2 separate regions of the Rattus norvegicus genome follow, and region 1 is linked to region 2. The links are chromatin contacts, called in public Hi-C maps. All regions are on one chromosome and are shown on one strand. The core of a region is the stretch at or near the end of the contact, and the rest is flanking DNA. Distances in the headings are between cores, read along the strand shown. Region 1 has its middle 540 kb from the start of Irx1. Region 2 has its middle 90 kb from the start of Irx4.

Region 1 (4,069 bases), core at 1,405-3,904, 1.7 Mb after region 2:
GTGTATTTATGGGCACTTGACAACTTAGCAGTGACCATTGCACTGAAGAAATATGAAGTCACCCTCCCCCAGAAGCCATTCCTTTATCAAAGCTGCTGAGGGAGGAGAGTTCTGCCTCGTGATCTCCTCCACTGTCCATGATGGACTGTCGACATGCCCAGTTCTGTGCAGATCTTGCTCAAGGAGCAGAGGACAGGGAGGTGTGAGGTGAAATGCTGTCTACTCGATGTCCCTGTCTGATTTCTCTGCCTCCTTGTTCTGTGCCTTGTGCTCCAGACTAATTGCAGACCATTTCTGCAAACTAGCTGTGAATATTTGCAACACACAGGGAAATGTTTGCAAATTTTTATGAACTATTCCTTTAGGAGTTTAGCAATGCCAGCAATTGGAGGATACATCTGGAATTTCAAGTTCCCAGATTATCTATAGTGAGTTATGGTGACTGATGTGTGCTTCACCTTGTCTGTGCCGGGGAGCCTAGCATTAAGGCTCTACTGAAGGGGAACCGCAATAGAGGGAGAGAGTCAGAAATTGTGTGTCTATTGATTTCAACCAAATTCCCTCTCTTTTTGACTAAATTAGCATTCTTCTTATGTGACTAGGTAAAATATTGACCACAACACTTCATACTTGAAATTCTGAAAAAGCAAAGTTCAATCATGTGTCTTCCTTAGCTACGTCGGGATCCATCCTGAAATGCTAAGTGAACACCTGGACCCTCAGGTTTCCTGAGGTAAATAAAATAAACATAAGTATGAAAAGAGCAAACTAACAAAAAATAATGAAAAAATCAAAAGACCAATATTTAGGAAACCTAAGAATCCATGTAACATCCTTTCTAGATGTTTCCATGTCAGTCTTGGTCACAGAAGAGTTCAAAGCGACAGAGATACATTTAAACACTGGGTGGAAAGAGGTGGAATTAGAAAGTCTAACAGGAAGATACTTACTTATTTCTCATTTTCCGGGGCAGGCTTCCAGTGTTCACCCTGAACCACTGGTGCGTACAGTTTTGCCTCCGCTGGCTTCTGGATGAAATGCAGGTTCATGGTCACAGAGGGGTTAAAATAACAGTTCAGCGGAGACACTTCTCAGATAATAAAACAAACCATTAGGTTGAGAAAAGAATGTCAGTATGATGTACGGAGTCCCCAGAGGATCAATGCTCCGTAGATTATGAGAAATATAAAGAAGGGTCTGTGGTGGGGCACAGGCTCTCAGTGTCAGTCCGTGTCTGGATATCAGGGTCATTTTCCTATGAAGGTGGACATGTGGGCAGAGAGCCCTGCTCTCATCATCAGAACCCAGAAGCCCCTGTGAACAGGGGGATCCTGGAAACAATGCTTTCCTCTGTCACTGTCTCTCTGTATGAAAACCAACTGACAAGATTCCAGTAAGTGGAAGAAAGAAAAAGGACCGGGTGACCTAAAAAGTACATTTTCCAATCTTCTTTGCATTACTTCAATGTATATGTTTCCAAAGCACCCAGGTGCTCTGACACACTTGGAAAGCAACTGTCTATATTAACAGTGCGCTGCACGTGTCTTACTGGCCGTACGACCTGGAGAACTCTGAAAATAAAAATTTGCCGTCTTTACAAGATCTCCATGAAAATCCCCCAGTATTAAAACAGCTTTAGAGCACTTCTCTTTAGTGCTAGGGAACTATTACCCCTCAGTCTCAAGTACCAGCCTCCCTGACTTCCAAACGTTCTCTTAGACTTCGTGACACCCCCCCACACACACACACACACCAGTCTCGTGCCTTCTGTGTAGAAAGGTTGTTCTTAAATGGTGGGGGTTTTTTCTTTCTTTTCTAACAATGAAGTTAATTTGAGGATCTGATAGAAGCATACGTTAAGAGTCTTTGCTTAAGTTCCCATTTCTATCACCACAAATGATTTTCCTGCTTTTGTTCCATCCTCTCTAACCGTAATCCCCTCTGCCTGGTTATTTGAGACAAGAGTAGATAAAGCCTTCCTTCATTTTCTTAAGTGCTCTTATTCAAGCACCCGCTCTTCAAATGTGCTGAGTAATGGCGTCTGAATGGAGGTTCCAGAAGGAGCAGAGGTAGCCCACAGGCCAGCGGCCTCTTACGCGGGCATCAGTCATGCATCACTGACCACTTGCGGTATGCGGACCTGGACTCTGGCCCCGCAGACTTCCAACCTCCTGGGAGTCCACAGTTGAGACCAGGGTGTGGCCCTGAAATGGCTTTCTAGCTTCTGAGCCCGCTTTCTGGGTTGGAGACTAACAGTGGACCCTCTGGAGGGTTCTCACCACAGAGAACTCGCTTAGTCATTTTAAGTAGGGACTCGGAGAAAAAACCCAGTCTTTCTCTCTGACTCCATGAACAACAGGACAGTCCCATGTTCCCAGAGCCTTCAAGGAGCTCTTTTCCAAAGATGCAGCCTCTGGCTGTGTTTCCTCCACTTGCACAAAGCAGCCAGCTTGTGCATGCATGGCTGGGGAGCCACTGCTCTTAGAATCTACTGGAATGATCCTGCAGATGCAGCGCTGGGGAATTTGGATGGTATTTCACGGTTGAGGAAGGGCTCCCTCCTTCTCTGAGCTCTCGCTCAGGGCTTTGAGTTGAAGACTGCAGCTTACACTGTCAAAACGCATGCTGATTTGATCCCTTTCTTAAAGGCTGGATCCTTAGAAAGCCGGCTCTGTTCCGTGATAAAGGCCTATTCAGCGTGGGGTCTGACCCTGCACGCAGGCGTCCGCAGGGCCGCAGTGGAGCGCTTGCACCCCCTACAGGCCGATACGCGCAAATGCGGCCCCGACGCTGGTGCTCCTCCCTCTACCTTGCTAGTGAGTTTTGGGGAAGATTTGGAGGTGCCTGGCAGTAGCTGAAACAATGCAGGTAAGTCCTGGTTGTCATCTCTACCAGTAAGCCAGGATCCTGACCTCTCCAACCCTACAGCTAAGGTCTGCCGGACTTCCAACCAGAAAGCAGGTTCTCACATTCAGGAAAGAAAGACAAACAGGAGAAGCTGTTGCAAAGAAATTCGTGGTCTGGGTGGATGCTTATAACAGAACGTTGCCAGTCTCTGAGCTCAAAGCCAGAGGAACAGTGACACTGCCACTCCAATTTGTTAGTTTTGAGCAAGGCTAGTCAGTGCAGTTTTGTGTGTGTGTGTGTGTGTGTGTGTGTGTGTGTGTGTGAGAGAGAGAGAGAGAGAGAGAGAGAGAGAGAGAAAGGAAGAAAGGAAGGAAGGAAGAAACGAAGGAAGGAAGGAAGAAGGAAGGAAAGAAAAAAAGAAAGAAAGAAAGAAAGAAAGAAAGAAAGAAAGAAAGAAAGAAAGAAAGAAAGAAAGAAAACTCTAAGTGTCCTGTCCCCAGAAGGCAAGAGGGAAAGACGACCTTCAAGCCAGTCTTAAACAAAGAGGCACAGAAGATACCAGGAAGTAGGGACAACTGACTTGCCACATTCTGTTGGACTTTGAAGGACACAATTCTGTGCACCTTTGTCTCCTTTGAATCTAAGCTGGACCTGTGCTCCTATCGGAGCGATGTGGTAAGGAGAGACGGGCCGGGCCCAGGGAAAGCATGCCCTCCTGTGAGCTTTCTGGGCAGAAGTGGGTGTCAACACTCCACATGTGCATGCCTTCCCCGATCTTCAAGCCATGGCTATAAATTGCTATCCTCCCTACAAGGTAGCACTGGCCAAGAGAGCTTCTAACTGGGGAGACTTCCTTCGTACTGTAGAGGGGAAGGGCTGCTTCCCCACAGCTTCCTGTCTGTAGCAGGAAGTACTTATCAGAGGCCGGAGTGTGGCCCCGAGAGCATGGCGTCCCTGGGACTGTTGGCCTGCCATCGTACATGCACTGTTGTTTGTTTCTGGCGCGCTCCATTTTATCTATGTGTAAAGTGTATGGACACGGAAGTACAGTGGCCCTGGAGGGCAGAAGAGGGTTCTGGACACCCTGGATGTAGCGCGAACGCTGCGGTGAGCTAGTGAATGTATTGACTATTAAAGGAATTGTATGTATAATAGCACTAGACACATCTGTACTGAGCCATCTCTCTGGCCCGACCTACACAGATTCATAGATATGTGATTT
Region 2 (4,266 bases), core at 397-2,896:
GGCTGAGGTTCTTTGCTGGTGTACGGGACTGGAGGTGTCATTAAAACGGTGTGGCGGTCACATGCTAGTTTTAACACACGATCTGTGAACTTCTATCTTTAGAGTCCATATTAGCACATGAACCCCATGGTGCTCACCTTTTACCAAGCCCCTTTACCAAGTACCACCTAATCGCAGCCCAGCATACCTGATGGTCTTCTCCAACCTTTACTGTAAATAAGTGGCCTTTGGATATAAGACACAATGATTACATTACACATGTATTCTACTTGTACAGCTGTAACTATGTTACATGTACATCCCGGGTAGTATTCTACACACAACACGCATTATGTAGTTGGTATACATATATCTACGAGTAGCAAATCTGTATACCTCCTTACTTCCCTATCCTTCACATGTACACAGTCAAAATACTCCTGGCTAGATTTTGTGAGCTATGAGGCAAATATATTTTCACAGGAAATGGATAAACATATTTTTCCTGTGCATAAAAAGTTATTAAATGAAAATGTGCATACTCTCACAAACTCCAGAAGACCATTTCATGACCATACTAAGTTACGGCTTGCTCTCCTGTGTCTGTTAATAGAGGTGGGGAGGTTGGCCTACTGGGGGTAGAGGAAGCTTCTGCCCGCAGCCAGAGATAGCTGAGATGTTGAGTTTTGCCACCTTCTCTGGATGCTGTCAACACTAACAGGACACTTGCAGCTGTAATCCTATTTTTTCCCACGTGTTTCATGATAGAGCTTACCCTAAAGGAAAATCTAGAAGGACACGCTCCCAATAGATCACAGGATAACTGTGATCCTGGAACAGCAAAAACTCACCTTGTTCTAACAAGCCCTCGCATTTCTTCCTTCTTTATGAGGTGCTAATGCTGATTTGAGTAGCAGTGTGGGTTCCAGGCCACCTTCTAGGCATTTCTGAAACCCAGGTTGCACCGCACGGACAAGGCTCAGTTCCTGAGACCCCAGCTCAGACACTGCAGAGTTGTGTTTAACAATGTTCACAAAATGTATTGCCAGAAACTCTGAATTCCACATGATTCTCTGTGTTCATTTCTAAGGTAATTGATTAAATAGCCTACAGTATTTTAAAAGATGCATTCAGTAAAAAGTACGCAAATGCATGTGGGTAGATAAGAGGACTCCCATTGTCTACCATGGCTATTTTCATATCAGTGGAAGTCTGCTTGAACTTAAAAAACGACCAGCAAATTAATCTACAAGGCTTTCATGACATTAATCTAAACTCATATGAAACTAAATTAAATACTGGATTAAGAAACAGATTCAGAAATGTTACAGTCTTAAAAGAAATACGCCTTCAGGCTGTCCTGCATACTGAACCTCCATGGCAAGTGGGTGAGGAGGGGACTCCAGAGGCCAGAGGGAGCAGCCACCTCCCTGTATGTGCAGTACGAGCCCGAAGCCAACAGGTGGCACAAATGCATTTGACTTGTACATGGGCCATCGCCCGGGATGCCGCTGCGCCCCCTGCTTTCTATAGTCCAGGCAAGCAGACTCAGGAAGGCACCTCGGCTCCCTTTGCGAGCCTGGTCTGCCGGGTCCACAGGGTCCAGCAGGGTCCAGCTGGGTCCTGAGCTGCGCGCCGTTGAGGAAGGGGAGAGCTCCAGGCAGCGCGCCCTCTGCTGGCCGTCTGCGGACTCGCCGTTGCTCCCAGCCTGCTCAGAGTGGAAGCAAATTGAGACAGACAAAGAGGTGCAAAGAGGTGGCAAGGATTGGGACCAGTCAAGGGCCGAGTAGGAGGAGCAGGACTGGGGAGGGCCAGGCCGGATGTTAGCACTGTTGTATGTGAGGCGGGCCCCAGGCGCTCCCTGGAGAAATTTCCAGGCTTCACATATTCACAATTCGAAGTATCTCGAGACTAGAAAGACACCTCTGCAGGCCTTCTGTCAGCTCCTTCTGTCCTCTCCTCCAGATTGGAGAGCACTGTAAACCTGGTACTACTGTCCAGCTTCACGCCGGCATTCTGGGCCATTCCTTTTGTAAGGCTCCAGTTTGAGCTGGCGAGCACGGAGGCAGGAATGGCTCGGCTGGGGAAGGAAGCCTGTCATTCCCAGGTTCCATTTCACTGGAGAGGAGCCCCGCCTGAACTTGTTTTTAATGTGTCAAATCACAGAGGCAGCTTCAGCGGCAGTAAAGTGTGAAGGGGTTACAGCCTCCTGGGCCTCTGGGAAGCCAGACACAGGTCTCAGCAGAGTGACAGGCCTGTTTCCAAGCCAGGCAGCCAGGCAGCCAGGCAGCCAGGCAGCGGCCCTGGGCTCTTGCTCTTCATCCCACAATTTGTCACTTGCACGCCTCTTCACGCCCATCTTTATCACTGTCAAGGACACCTCTGGCTCTTGGGTGCCTTCCCTGTAGGCCTGAGCTTCTGAGAGCTTCCTGCTAAAGGCCTCTGTTTCTCCACAGCAGCCTAGGAAGGTGGGGTCCTCACCTGGCTCTGCAGTGTCCGCAAAGCTGAATACAGATTCAACTGTGTTAGTTTTCGTCTATGACCACCGGAAGTACCTTAGCCTTGTCTCCCGGTGGGACTCGGGCCGTCTCCCTCCCTGCTGTAGGCAACAGACCTTATCAGTATGCATGCATGGATGGGATCAACAGGGGTACCTAGCTTTCAGGGGGTGGGGGGAGCGGCGGCGGGGCTCTTTGTCTTGGTACTGAGAAACATGCACACAAACCCATCACTCTCAACCCCTACATCTAGTGATCTGTTTCTGCTCCTGTTCGTTCTCCTTTTGTAAAGGAGGAAAGTGAGTCAGAGCATTATATACTTGCAGAGGACGAAGCAGGGCTGTCAGGCTCTGTGACCCGCAGCAGACCTGGGCAGGCAGGTAAGTGCCCATTCATTGGAGGGAGTATGTGTCCCCAGTTCTCTGTCCAGCAGAAGGGATCCTGGCCATAGGGATACACAGGGCTTAAGACACCCACATCCTGTCTTGTTACTATCAGTGGGCCCTCCAAGCCCTCAGTGGACTCCCCAAGCCACTTCTAGATTCACTCTAGATTTCATACTGAGGGTCAGGGAGAGCACAGAACGGGGCAGATCTCATAGGAGATGGGAGTTCCTTTATCTCAGGCAGACTGGTGATGTAGTTATTTTAGCATGTCAGGCCCATTCTAGGCATCCATTAAATAAACTGTCAGAAACTGAAAGAGAGTTCTAGATTTCACATACAGCAACACTGCAAATGTTGTTTTATGTTTTAATCCCAGTCGCTAGATTTGCAAAGAATTGGGTAAATGGACTTCAGAGAGGGACAAACATATAGGATTTGAAATTCATCCATGTATCCAGACTTTGGGCTGTGGAAGGGTCAGGCTCTAGAGCACCGTCATGGCTAAGTGGACGTCTGCTGAGTGACGAACGCATCTGGTGGTGTTTGAGGGTAAATGTACGAGGCTGACATTTTAAGAAGTCACCACTTTAGCTCATTCAAACAGTGCAGCAAACCTAAAGCCTCGTGGCTTCTGGTGGCAGCTGGTCCAGATTGAGGTTTGACTTTGAGGCAGCGCTGACCTTTCGAAAAGTCCCTGCAAAGTGCAGGGTGCGAAGTTTTGGAAAAACAGTCAAACCTGTTTTCTCTTTAATTGATACCGTTAAAAACATGGGCGCCGGCCAGGGCATTAATGGCCAATTACTTTCACGGAAAAGTCTAAGAACAGGTGAACACCAACAGAAGGGATATGCATGTTCAGAGGGGAAAAACAGCAAATCTGGAAGTCCTGGTGCACACAAGAGGCATGGCCAGGCCGTCTGAATCAATCAAGCATAACTGGGCCTCACTCTTCACCCATCGGATGAACATTCTTCTGGTTCCTGGCGGACTTGCGTTGGCAACAGCGCAGACTAGTTGGGTGCTGGGCACCTTGGATAAAGAGAGCTTTAGCACTAAATCTTTTAGTGATGCTTCTCAAGGTTTTGTTCAGTTTTATTGATTCGGTATCTCCCAGTTTGAGAATATGGAAGTAAAAGATACCTTCAGAAAAACTGAAACATAAAAGGGTAACTTCATACTAATATACTGTCTTATTTTCCCATGTAGCTTTTAAAATATATATAAATGCGAATACTATAGATATAAGATACACCCTTAAATATCATATATGCCCAAGATAATTTATATACAAACGTATGTGTTCACAAACACACACACGCACTTAGGTGAGCCTCTCAGTACTGAAAGGAAGTCAGCATGGCACGACTGGTTATGGAGAACGTGGAAAGAGCCCTTTGTGCACG

The links. Hi-C and Micro-C count contacts between places; a contact is called where the count stands out from the background.
Region 1: a Hi-C map of Schwann cells shows a contact between it and region 2, with 6 times the contacts expected there. The contact joins two enhancer-like sites. A contact is called at or near these places in 2 of 12 Hi-C or Micro-C datasets (the A7r5 cell line and Schwann cells).

Annotation. Positions count from the first base shown.
Region 1 is chr1:33,657,732-33,661,800 of GRCr8, forward strand. No RefSeq gene overlaps it. Among named protein-coding and RNA genes, the nearest start is that of Irx1, 540 kb to the left of the region's middle. Within about 2 kb of position 2,655, at least 14 of the 93 cell types and tissues checked have an H3K27ac peak or open chromatin away from gene starts, as enhancers often do. A contact at or near this core is called in Schwann cells, where this site is marked.
Region 2 is chr1:31,955,850-31,960,115 of GRCr8, forward strand. No RefSeq gene overlaps it. Among named protein-coding and RNA genes, the nearest start is that of Irx4, 90 kb to the left of the region's middle. Within about 2 kb of position 1,647, at least 10 of the 93 cell types and tissues checked have an H3K27ac peak or open chromatin away from gene starts, as enhancers often do. A contact at or near this core is called in Schwann cells, where this site is marked.